Regions from separate parts of the Zea mays genome. Here regions 1, 2 and 4 are each linked to region 3. A link is a contact called in public Hi-C data. All regions are on one chromosome and are shown on one strand. Each heading gives the region's core, a stretch centred on a gene start, on an enhancer-like site or on the middle of the called end of the contact. The rest is flanking DNA. Distances are from core to core; before and after follow the strand shown.

Evidence for each region. A called contact is a pair of places that touch in the nucleus more often than the background predicts.
Region 1: a contact with region 3 is called in a Hi-C map of leaf, with 4 times the contacts expected there. The contact joins the enhancer-like site here to the promoter of LOC100281850 in region 3. A contact is called at or near these places in 3 of 25 Hi-C or Micro-C datasets (bundle sheath, endosperm and leaf).
Region 2: a contact with region 3 is called in a Hi-C map of leaf, with 6 times the contacts expected there. The contact joins the promoter of LOC103637845 here to the promoter of LOC100281850 in region 3. A contact is called at or near these places in 9 of 25 Hi-C or Micro-C datasets (bundle sheath, ear, endosperm and 3 more).
Region 4: a Hi-C map of ear shows a contact between it and region 3, with 2.8 times the contacts expected there. The contact joins the promoter of LOC100285333 here to the promoter of LOC100281850 in region 3. A contact is called at or near these places in 5 of 25 Hi-C or Micro-C datasets (bundle sheath, ear, endosperm and 2 more).

Annotation. Positions count from the first base shown.
Region 1 is chr9:6,780,104-6,782,803 of Zm-B73-REFERENCE-NAM-5.0, forward strand. No RefSeq gene overlaps it. Among protein-coding and RNA genes, the nearest start is that of LOC100276146, 7.3 kb to the left of the region's middle. Within about 2 kb of position 1,343, at least 16 of the 20 cell types and tissues checked have an H3K27ac peak or open chromatin away from gene starts, as enhancers often do. A contact at or near this core is called in leaf, where this site is marked.
Region 2 is chr9:6,723,477-6,726,326 of Zm-B73-REFERENCE-NAM-5.0, forward strand. It overlaps LOC103637845 (protein CELLULOSE SYNTHASE INTERACTIVE 1), which reads left to right and starts at 1,493. Exons shown (of 8, transcript XM_020544078.3): 1 at 1,493-2,096; 2 at 2,556-2,689. The coding sequence starts at 2,624.
Region 3 is chr9:6,392,834-6,395,571 of Zm-B73-REFERENCE-NAM-5.0, forward strand. LOC100281850 reads right to left here and starts at 1,414. Exons shown (of 2, transcript NM_001154770.2): 1 at 1,114-1,414; 2 at 188-796. The coding sequence starts at 1,224. The coding sequence ends at 644.
Region 4 is chr9:6,667,599-6,670,619 of Zm-B73-REFERENCE-NAM-5.0, forward strand. LOC100285333 reads right to left here and starts at 1,638. Exons shown (of 3, transcript NR_182204.1): 1 at 1,272-1,638.

The DNA of each region.
Region 1 (2,700 bases), core at 93-2,592, 390 kb after region 3:
AAGCAAGATTACACTGTGATCCTCTACACCTACACCCTCTCTCTCTCTCTCTCTCTCTCTCTCTATATATATATATATATATATATATATATATATATATATATATATATATATATATATATATATATACACACACACTAGCTGCTCGCTTGCTTCTATCTTCCATGCTTTTCTTCTGGCGGGCGAAGCAGCCCAGGCCACAGTGTTATTTCTACTATAGGCCGAGGAGCGAGCTGAAGAGCGTGTTATAATCTGCGGAGTAGAAACATAGCTTAGTGATACATAAAATCAATACTTGCTTTCCTATAAGAAGACTTTTAGTTTTAGAAATCTACTATATTTGTTTTTTTTATATAACATGAATAACACACGAGACAGCCGTTTTGGTCCCTTCAAGGAATCGGAATCTACTTAATAGAATATGTTATTTGGTTTAGAATTTCTACAATCCACCACTTTGCAAAAAGCATAGATATAGGTCTATCTCAAATTTATAGGAGTGAGAGGGTGGAAATTGATTTGATGTATCACTAGTCTATGTTTCTACTCCTCAACTTATAACGCGCTCTTCGACTCGCTAATTCTCTATAATAAAAAATGTAGCATATAAATATTTTTTTTCCTCATATGACTAACAATAGTATACAAATATATATATGTTTTGTATAAAAACCGTATTAGCTTAATTGATCTATACCTAAATTACGATTAGTAGAATGAAATTCAATTCCAAGGATCCAGACGGTATGTATAGATGCATTTCTATCTCACCGTGCTGCCGCACGCCAATAGCCTAAGAGCATCTGTATGTACATTCAGATAAGTATTTAAAGAAACTATTGGGAGATATCCTTTTTCTGTTACATCTTTATTCCTAACCACTGGGAAAGGGCTCGCAGCTTCACCGATGGAGGAGGGAGGGCACACCAAAGCCGTTATTTACAACATGCAAGTTGGTGCAACTTTGCTCTGGCGTTTGTTGACGACGCTTCCCAAAGAGTCCCAAACCCCGATATGGAGTATATAATAATTGCAGGGACAAATCCCCCCTCACGCCAGCCACGGGCCGGAGACGCCAATCCGAGCTCGAAACGTGTGACTGCACGTCGCTCCTGATCCAAGGGCCACAATGACCCGACGACGGTTCCCTCGCGTGCACGAACAGAGAGGCGTAGCAGATGCTAGCCTAGCCTGCTCGCGGTTCAAGAAACTGGGTAGCGGCACTCGCTTTGATGGATGGGGAATCATGAGATTAATTAGCTTAAGCGTACTACTAGCTTTACCTTTGCATGCATCATCGGCAGCTCGTGGTGGTGGGGTCTGGTGCTGCGTGGCTTTCGTCCCCACGACCCTGTCTGTCCCCCGGGGGCCGGGGTTCCGCTCCGCCTGCCGTGGATGGAGGAAGCCATGGCCGATCCGCGCCTGGTTTTAAAAATTGCCCATGTACGTACGCATCGTGCGTGACGTGGCAAAGCATGGCGACAAATTGCAACGCGACAGTAGTACAGGTTACGCTAGTAAATGCGTCCGTCCGTACGCCACGACAAGTCGACAACAATCAAGTACTATAAGGGCCCGTTCCAATCTCGCGAGATAAACTTTAGCAGTTTTTTTTTAGCTACTTTTAGCCATTTTTAATCTAAACAGAAGAGCTAATGGTGGTAATTGAAGCTAAACTTTAGCAATTCAATTCATATAGCTAAAGTTTAGCAGGAAGCTAAAGTTTATCCCGTGAGATTGAAACGGAGCCTAAGTATACTGTAAAACCGGAATTCGTACCAGTAAAATTGCTGGACGCGTGTCGATGCCTAATTCATACAAGCGGGGTGTGTGTGTGTGTGGTAAATAGATATAGATTTTACTAAAAACAAAAGCCACTAAGCAAAATTAATTAGAATCGTAAGAAAAAAATCAAATCTTCTAGCCTTTGCTAAGCTAGGAATTATTGGATTCGCAACCTAGGATAATAAGGTGTCATAATCTCTACGAATGTAAGTGCGTAAGAAATAATCACAACAATGGAAATAAAAAAGCACGAAAAGAATTCACCACACGAGAGAGACGGAATATATCTCGTGGTCTCGATGACGTAATTCACCACACGAGAGACGTAATTCATGCACCCCTAGTCTCGTTAAGGTGGATTTAATAACTTCCATCTGCTCCTCTACCAACAATCTACTTGCTTTATAAACCGACTTGATAAGTAAGAGGTGTGGGATGGCTCAAGTACGTATGCTTAATAAGTGATCATGGTGCTTAGGCTAAGGTGCACACACCCGCGCACCTTCTATTTATAGCCTCACATCCCACAACTAGCTGATATAAGACTTTTTTTTAAGAAAACAACACACTCTCGAACAGTGAGAGATACAACCCACGAACAATATGCATTCAAAATGAAACAATTATATTTCAATTAAAACCATGCTAGACAACTCAATAAGTCATTGGTGAACAGTCCACCACAAAGGCATGGATAGTCCAACGGTTATAGGTGTACATTTGGGCCGGACCTGATGGGCTGGCCTGAAACAAGAAAAAAGTACAGCCCACCCGATATATCGGGCTGGGTTTGGGCCGAGATCATGGCCTATGTGCGGACACGAGCACGACCTGTTTAGGGCAGGCACGAAATAGCCCATATAGAGGCACGAAATGGCATTAAAACTGCACTTAATTCCACACTTTCATGTACTT
Region 2 (2,850 bases), core at 243-2,742, 330 kb after region 3:
GAGCCGAAGAACGAGCTCGTAGAGAGTACTTGATCCTTGCGTGGATCAAGTGAGAGTGACACCCTTGTGCGAGTGCTCCAACGAGGACTAGTGAGGGGTGCCGACTCTCTGAAAATACCGAGGCATTCAAATCCTTTTTTACTTTAATCATTTATATCTGAGCAATTTTTTTTGAATACTTGCTTACTAGAATTACCATGTTAGTATAGAATTAGAATTTAGAGTGTAAAACTTTTAATCACACTATTAGACGTAAGGGGTATAATTAGGCTTGTTTATAGGTTTTAATTTAGAAAATAAAATAAAAAGTCTAATTCATCATATCTTGATCTTTTTAGTCTCCCGAGCCATGGGCCTCCTAACATCTTAAGGACGGACCATTGTGGCACTGTATGTCCTGAATGCCAGGAGCCCTAGGACGTCCCAGGGCTATATGAGCGCTCGAAGGTATTTAATATATATCTAGAATTAATTTAGTTTAGTTAAATAAAATATAAGTCATGTCCTTAATCCAACACAATACATGGAATCTGTGACTTATTTTACTTTATGGTATATGCCTATCTCCAACACATATGCATTTTACCTCTATCCTACCTCTTATTTCAAACATCACTCTACAAACAATACAATCAATAGTGTTTTGCAAGGCCATATATATAACCTGCTGGCAATAGCCTAATAGCTTATATAGAGTTAATAAGTATGGTTCTCAATTTAGACAAACATTTTACGTGTGCCCAGACCTGACCTACGTAGGCCTGAGTGAGAGCCTAAGCCTCTGATCATTTCTCTATTGCAAGCCTCTGCTCATTTCTCTATTGCAAATAGTAGAGTTTAAATTTTCACCATGAGATCCTTTGCTTAGTCTAATCTGGATGCTTTCGCTATGAGATCCTTTGCTTAGTCTAATTTAGATGCTTTCGCTCTAATATTTTGGTGCTCGTTCGTCCAAAAGTGTTCTCACCCCATTTTACAGTGAGTCCGTCCCTACGTGTGGCATCACAATAATTTCTATAAGGCTCCGTTTGTTTCCCTTTTATTTTGGAATTTAACTAATGTAGTATGTTATTTATTTTTATAATGTGACATTTCACAAATTTTCAATGTTTGTATGTACGCCTATCTCAAATTCATGGGTTGAGGGATGCAAATTGATTCTATAGATTTATATGCTACTTTATAATGTTCAACTTATAGCACATTCTTCTACACATTTATGTTTGCTTATCTATAACATAAGTATAGTATATAACTATCTCTCATAAAATTTAGAATAATATATAAATATATTAATTTAATTAGTTTGCGTCTAAATTATAATTATTAAAATGAAATTTAATTTTAACAAAAGAAACGAGAAAAAGAGAATGCCCATTGGTGCTGGATTCTCTCATAGGCCACTGATTTGTTGGTGCTGGATGCTCTCCTAGTCACTGATTTTACAGCTATTTGGGAGTTGGCAGATACCTCTCCCACCTGTTGATTTTTTGTCTTGTAGAAGACGAAAAAAAAACCTCCCGCTCGGCGGCCAGCCCATGCAGACTGGCACACATCAACCACCATCCCCATCATCCACCGTATCGTGCTCCTTAATTAACAAATCCATTCCCTGCTTAATCTAACACGAAAGCTCAACAACACAAAAATCCATAACCTTACATAAACACCCTCAGCTTCGTCGGTATTCAAGATGAAGCTTCAGTGACACACTCCCGTCCCGTGTAAAGCTTCGTAAGTGAACTACTGGAGGAAGAGGAACTCCATTGCAGAAGTGGCACTCATAGCTGGCTGCAAGGCAACTTGCTTCCGCACTGCCACTGTCGGCAGTCGTTGGGAAGACGAGAGCTCGCCTGCTATATAAACGCCGATCCTTTTAGGGCGCGGAAATTAGCGAAATTGCCTTTGGTTCCGGGAGATTCCCGTCGAAAATAAGCGGAAGGCCGCGTCCAGCTTCTCGGTTCTGGGAAACAGATCCAAACCGGGCCAAATCGTCTGAAAACAAAAGAGAGCAACAGACGCGCGCTGTCTTTGTATGGGCGCCGCCCTCCCGGCTGGATCTGCGGCCACTCCCCGTCGCGGCGATTCCATGAGAGGTCTCTCACTCGATCTCTTTCTTACTGGTTTCACTTGGCCGGATTTATCTCGAGTTTTCTGGGTATTTTTTTGGTCGGTGGAGGGGTTTCGCGCGCCGCGACGTTAGTAACTCCGTCAATGCAGCGCAGCGCAGTGCTGCTGGTTTGGGTGCTGGTTTCGGTGGCTGAGAGACTGAGTGGTTGGTAGCGGCGGCTCGTGATCTAGCTGGGCGGGTTGGGATGTCGCTGGGTAATCGCCGCTAAATGCAGCTACTCGTCGAAACTGGTTTGATGGCTTTGCAATTCGGGGGTGTCTGATTCACTTGATCGTAGCGGTAGCTGTAGCAGATGTGTATGTCTAGATCTGGGTTAATTGCTCATGCCCGTAACGAATTTGTGGTTATTCGATGCATTGCTGTTGATTGGATCGTGTGCCATCGTGGATCTGACGCCAATTGTTTGCTCTCGAGTGTGTTTCAGGTTGACAACTAGGCACTGGAGAAGTGGATACTCTGATCTACTCTGCTGAACGAGTTTAATATTTGAGTATGGCGGCGGCATTGACATGGCGGTTCAATGGAAGCAATGGCGGCACCCATGGCAGCGCCGATCTGGTTGGTTCCGTCTTGGATTCTGTCTCTGAGCTTCTCATTTGGCAGCCTCTGGCTTTCTTATGTTCCGCAATTCTGTTTTCCTGCCGCTTGAAAGACATTGTTTCATTTGCATGGTATTTCGTTCATTTTTTTGATGTAACTGGGAATAGTGTTGCAGTAGA
Region 3 (2,738 bases), core at 164-2,663:
CTGTCGTCTTTATCGTTACTGTCCTGATTATGATGGCTTGCTTAATTAGGCGTCGCGGCACGTAACGACGAACGCGCGCGGTTAGATTGGATGGAACCGAACAAGCTGCTAGCGAGGAGTGTAGCTAGCACGCTGTAAACAAATTAAGCTGCTGCGTGATGGCAGATGAGACATGTAGATATATATATAGATATTGATATATTACCAGTACGTACGTAGTACAAGTTGACAGATCGATCGGGGTTGGTCGGTTGTCTGTCAAGGAGGAAACAACTCGATCCAGACCACACACATAGGTTTACACCACCACCACGACGACGACGACGAACATGGGACGAAGCAGCCAAGTACAAACAAATGGAAAAGGAGCTAAGCTACTAGGAGAGTATAGCAAGGAAACAAACAGCCAAGAGTGGAAGAGAGAGAAACCATACTTAAGCTAGGCAGCCCTAGTTAATACGGAGTAGTACTTAATAATGCCCTACCAATTAATAAACCAGCCTTAGCCTGTCGTCGGCGTACGTCGTCCTTGGGTATATTCAGCTGCTATATGTGGTACACACACACACACTCGGCAATGCGCTGAGATCTGGCGATGGCGAGAGGCCGGCCGTCACGCCATGGCCGGACGGACGGACTTGGGCTAGCGGAGGAGGCTGCGGATGATCTCGGCGCCGGGGCTGTTGTGGTCCATGCTGGCCATGAGGTCCGACAGGCGGTCGCTCAGATCGTCCACCTCCCGGTGCAGGCTCTTGATGTAGCTGCAGGTCTCCTTGAGCAGCTTCGTCGTCGACGCCTGCATATCACATCGTACGCACACCACCGTTGTTTTGTTTACATCATCAGACGATCCACGACGATCTCTTGGCTTGGAGCGAGTGAGCTACCAGCTGCCAATAGCACTCTTTATGCATACTTGCAATAAGCGGTACGGTGGCACTGGCACCGCAGTGTATAGCACTCTTTAATTTATGCATGTGTGTCGTGTCGGTGTGATGGTGTCAGTGTCACTACTCAATACTGTGAGATCAGAGAAGTAAAACTACCTAGCTAGCTAGCTAGATCATGCACATCTTGGTTTGAATGCGCATGCGTTGTATCGTATATTCATACCTGGCTGCCGCCACGGCGGCGCGCGCTGGGGAGCAGCGTCTGCAGCCTCGAGATAAGCTCGTTGATCTCCTCCTCCGAGACCGTCGACGCGCGGGACCTCCGGCTCGACATCGTCCTTGTGTTAGAGAGAGAGAGAGAGAGATAATGCGGCGAAGAAGACCACCGGCCGGGATCGCGGAGGCTAAGCGACCGCCGGTGATGGAGCGAGACGACGATCGAGAGCAGCACCGAAGAGCGAGCTGAGCGGGAGGAAGGGGAGAGCAGCTGTGCGCGACCCGAGATCGAGCTCAGGAGCTATCCGATGAACGCTGGACGGCAAGCTCTCAAGTGTGGCGATCGATGGGAAGCAGAAAGGGGGCGGGGGGCTTAATTTATAGGGGAGACGAGACCAGCCGAGAGCCAGACGGAGGAGTTAGTTAGCTCTGCTACAAAGTAGTTTGGTCCTAGCCGAGCAGCAGCCCGAGCTTGAGGGGGAAGCTTGAGCTAGAGGTGGCTGGAGTCAGGCGGGCACAAGCGCACAAGGACAGGAAGATGTAACGCGATCCGTGATGATGCCAAGAGACAGCGAGTGATGTGGTGAAGAAACCGGCCCGCTGCCGTTGCAGGCATCACCTACAGAGAATTTGGGGGTTTCGGGGAGGGAGAGGGCCCGCGGCGCGTCCGGTCCCTCTCTTGTTGCTGTCAATAGCGGACGCCCACGGGCCCACCGTCTAGTTATGAGTTACGGCCACAGACCAACCTCCCACTCCACTTGCCGCGTGCCAAGGAATTCGGCTACCAGTAGGTAACTGGTGAAGATCCTTTCAAAAAAGAACTTTGTTGCCTCCTACACTATATATCGTCGTTGTCTAGATCCCGTACGTCGCAACCGTTTCCATTCGTAATTGAGTGTGTATAGTATAAAATATTAAGATATGTATGTTTTGTTGGTTAGATGAGTACCAACATGAGTTTAAAACCAACAACCATAGTTTGAATTCCTGTCTATACATAATTTTAGCTTTCTACCTTTAAATAAATATGGAAGGAAAGAGGTGTCGCACCACGACGATAAAAACTGTGTTTTTTATGTGATTTTAACTTATTAAGGTTCTTTAAACATACAAAATCATTTTAGGTTTCTCGATTTTTGGGAAAATTATTAATGATAGATTTGGACTAGATAACAAAAGTTTCTAGAAATTAGATTCAGCTACAAAAGACAGTAGAGAAAAATCCAGAATATTGTAATCAATGTCTAAATGTGTTTCAAAAACTTCTCATAAACAAACAAAAAATATATGAGATGCATCTAGTATATATGAATGCAACGTACATTATATATATATATATATATATATATATATATATATATATATATATATATATATATATATATAACTGGTGAAGATCCTTTTAAAAAAAGAACTTTGTTGCCTCCTACACTATCGCCGTACTCTAGATTTTCTAGTAAGCTCTGAAATCAGGGTAAAGTATTATTTACTAGTTAATTAGGTACTCGTAGGTTGCAACGGTTTTCATTCATAATTGAGTGTAGAGTATAAAACATAAAGATATATATATATATATATATGTTCTGTTGGTTAGATGAGTACAGACGCGAGTTTAAAGCCAAAAACTATGGT
Region 4 (3,021 bases), core at 388-2,887, 270 kb after region 3:
GTTGTTTCTTCTAGTACTTTCATGCAGTTACAAGCTTAATCCAGTCATATCTGTCTTAATAACAAACGAAAACATTCTGATGGCTGGCTTCAACAAAGTACTACTAAGAGGAGGATCCCCTAGTTGTTCAGAATAAAGTAAAAAAAAAAAACACAAAATATTTTGATGCCCATCTATGGACATGACGAGGTAAGAAAACTGGCAGTCACATTGAGCCACAGAATATCAGGAAACGGCCCTACCATCACATCTTTGCAAAGGACCATTACCAAATATGTACTAAGAGTTCTAGCAGGTAGAAAAAAAATTCAGGTCATACAATCAGGAACAAAAATCCTCTGCGCATCCCTATACGCCATGCAATAAAGAGGAAAACCAAGCACAGGCATATCTATCCATCTCAAATACAAGAAAATAATTTCTATATCTATACTCTGGCATGGAAGGTAGCAGTGTTGCTACTATAGGTAAGGGTGCTTTAAAAAACATCACCTGGACAAGGGTCTGAATAACCGACTACCCCAAGAACAGAACAAACAGCGCACTGAATTCGGGCATGTTTGGTTTCAATTAGTTCTAGGACTAAACTTTAGTCCTAGGACTAAACTTTAGTCCCTATATGTTTGGTTTTAGGGACTAAATAGATTCTAAAGTCATTAAATACATTGTCCAAAGACTCAAATACCCTTAGAATATACTCATAATATTAGTTATCTATAAAAAGGTAAGGGCAACATGATAATTATGAGCTTTTAGTCTCTTTTAGCACCTATGTGAAGGACTAAAGACTAAATCATTTTAGTCCATATTTTAGTCCTAGTGTTTGGCAAAAAAGGGACTAAAAGGGACTAAAAACTAGAGACTAATCTTTAGTCCCTCTAACCAAACACCCCCTTCATCATACGACTATCACACACATCCCATTAGATGCAGCAACATAGCCAGTGGGTCTTCGATAGAAAGCAAATCCCATCACGAAAACTAACAGCTCCAACCCCACAACCCACTAGAACCATGGTCCAAAATGGCGTTTCTTGTTCCCAAACGGCCGAACGGGTAAAGACAGGACAGCGGAACAAGCAACCTCCCAAAACAGCAAGCGTCAACATAGCAGAGCTGTATATATACGCAACGCAACTGAAGCGAGCGCATAGTATAGATAGAGAAGAAGAGGGGGCAGGGCAGTCGACACTCGACAGGTCTCCCCACCCTGCGGCCACCGGGCGAGGACGAACTCCTTGAGCGCGGCGACGGTGGTGTTGGGATCGTACTTGCTGGGCCCGATGTCGGTGCCGTCGGACAGCCGGAACTTCACCTCGATCGGCTCCTTCACGCCAGCCATCTCCACGGGCCGGGTCACGAGCGCCTTCCACCCCACCAACCCCTCCTCTTCTCTCAAGTTCCCACCAGGCAACAGGAGCAACCGCCAGGGCAGGGGAGGGAATCCGCACAGGAATTCAGGGGGTAGGAAAGGGCTGCCAGAAATCCGAGCAGGGAGGGCAAGCACCGATCCGGATCCGACGGAGGATCCGATCTTCTGCGCGAGGATTTAGAATTGCTTCGTGGGGAGCAAAGCGGGGAGGAGACGGCCGTATCGAGGCGGAGCCGCGGAGGACAGGGAATTGTGGGCGATTTAATACATACACCCTCTACGATCTTGATATTTAGTACTTCTTAACACATATTCAAAGGGGTTTTTTTAAAACTGATGACACATAATCAAAAGTTGATGAGAATTAAGACAAATCTATTAAACATAATTAGTTCATAATTTGACCCTATGATGCTATAGTAGATATTTGTTAATCATGCATTGATTAGATTTAATAAATTTGTCTCGTCTTTTAATCTCAGCTATGTAATTTAAACATCCTATGTGTCACGTAGTAAACTTTAATATCCGTAACATTGGACTTTATTGTGGTCTTCCTTTGACTAATATTTTTCTTATCTTATAATATATAATTCATAGAAATAAAAGTTTGATATTAAAAAGTACTTCTAAATAAAAATCTAATACAACTCCTTTTGTATTATAAGATTTTTATATGATTAGGTTAATTATTAGTTAAAGTAATACGATTTCAATTTAAAATCTGTGCAGGTATTACATTTTAGAACAAGGGAAATACTATTATGTTCTTTTTATTTGTCGCATTTTAGTTCAAAAGTAATTTAAGGGTGATAAATATTTGAGAATGAAGGTAGTATGTTATAATGGAAAATACAATTAGTTGTTAAACGTTGTGACTACAAAATTTATTTAACAATTGTCGGTGTTTTGTACCTCGCTCCGACAAGTAAATTTATTGTAGCGTTTCGAGCTCCGGAGCGTGTGCGTGGAGAGCATGAGGTTTATAATGGTTCGGGTAGAACATCCCTACTTTCAGTCATCGATGGCTTCTACCAGCACCATTGATGATCAAACTCGTAGTAGGGATTAAAGCGGTCGAGTGAGGGAGGAGACGCTCCTAAGTCTCTTTATCGAGGTCAAAGTGGAGCTTAGAAGCTGAAGGGTGGAGTTCTAGCTAAGTCTTGGCTTGGCTGGGCTCTGGCCTCCTGGTCTCTCCTTTGGACTGATCGATCCCCTTGTCTGGAGGCTAGCCTCTCCCTTTTATAGGATGAGAGGGGGGTCGACCAGCGGTGGCTTCCCTAGGAAGAAGTCGTAAAGCAAGGGTAAAACCAACATTTTACCTCGTGTGGAGCCACACGTACTCGTGGGGCCTAGGGCGATAGGGTTGCCTAGTTGTCTCATGTTTCCTGTGGCGAATGATGTGGGGGCGGCGATGGCCTCAGGCATCATCATTTTGACTATACCAATCCCTAGCCTTCGTAGCCTGGGGCTCGATGTAGCCCGTCGTATAGTGCCCTGTGGGAGGTCTACGTACTCAGGCCTAGTTCAATAGGCCATAAGTGTGTCGTAGGGCGAGGGGTGCATGGGCCATCAATGTGCCGCGGTTCGAGAGGCTCGTAGGTCATGAGTGCTATGCGACCCGAAGTGCTCGAAGGTCATGAGCGGGA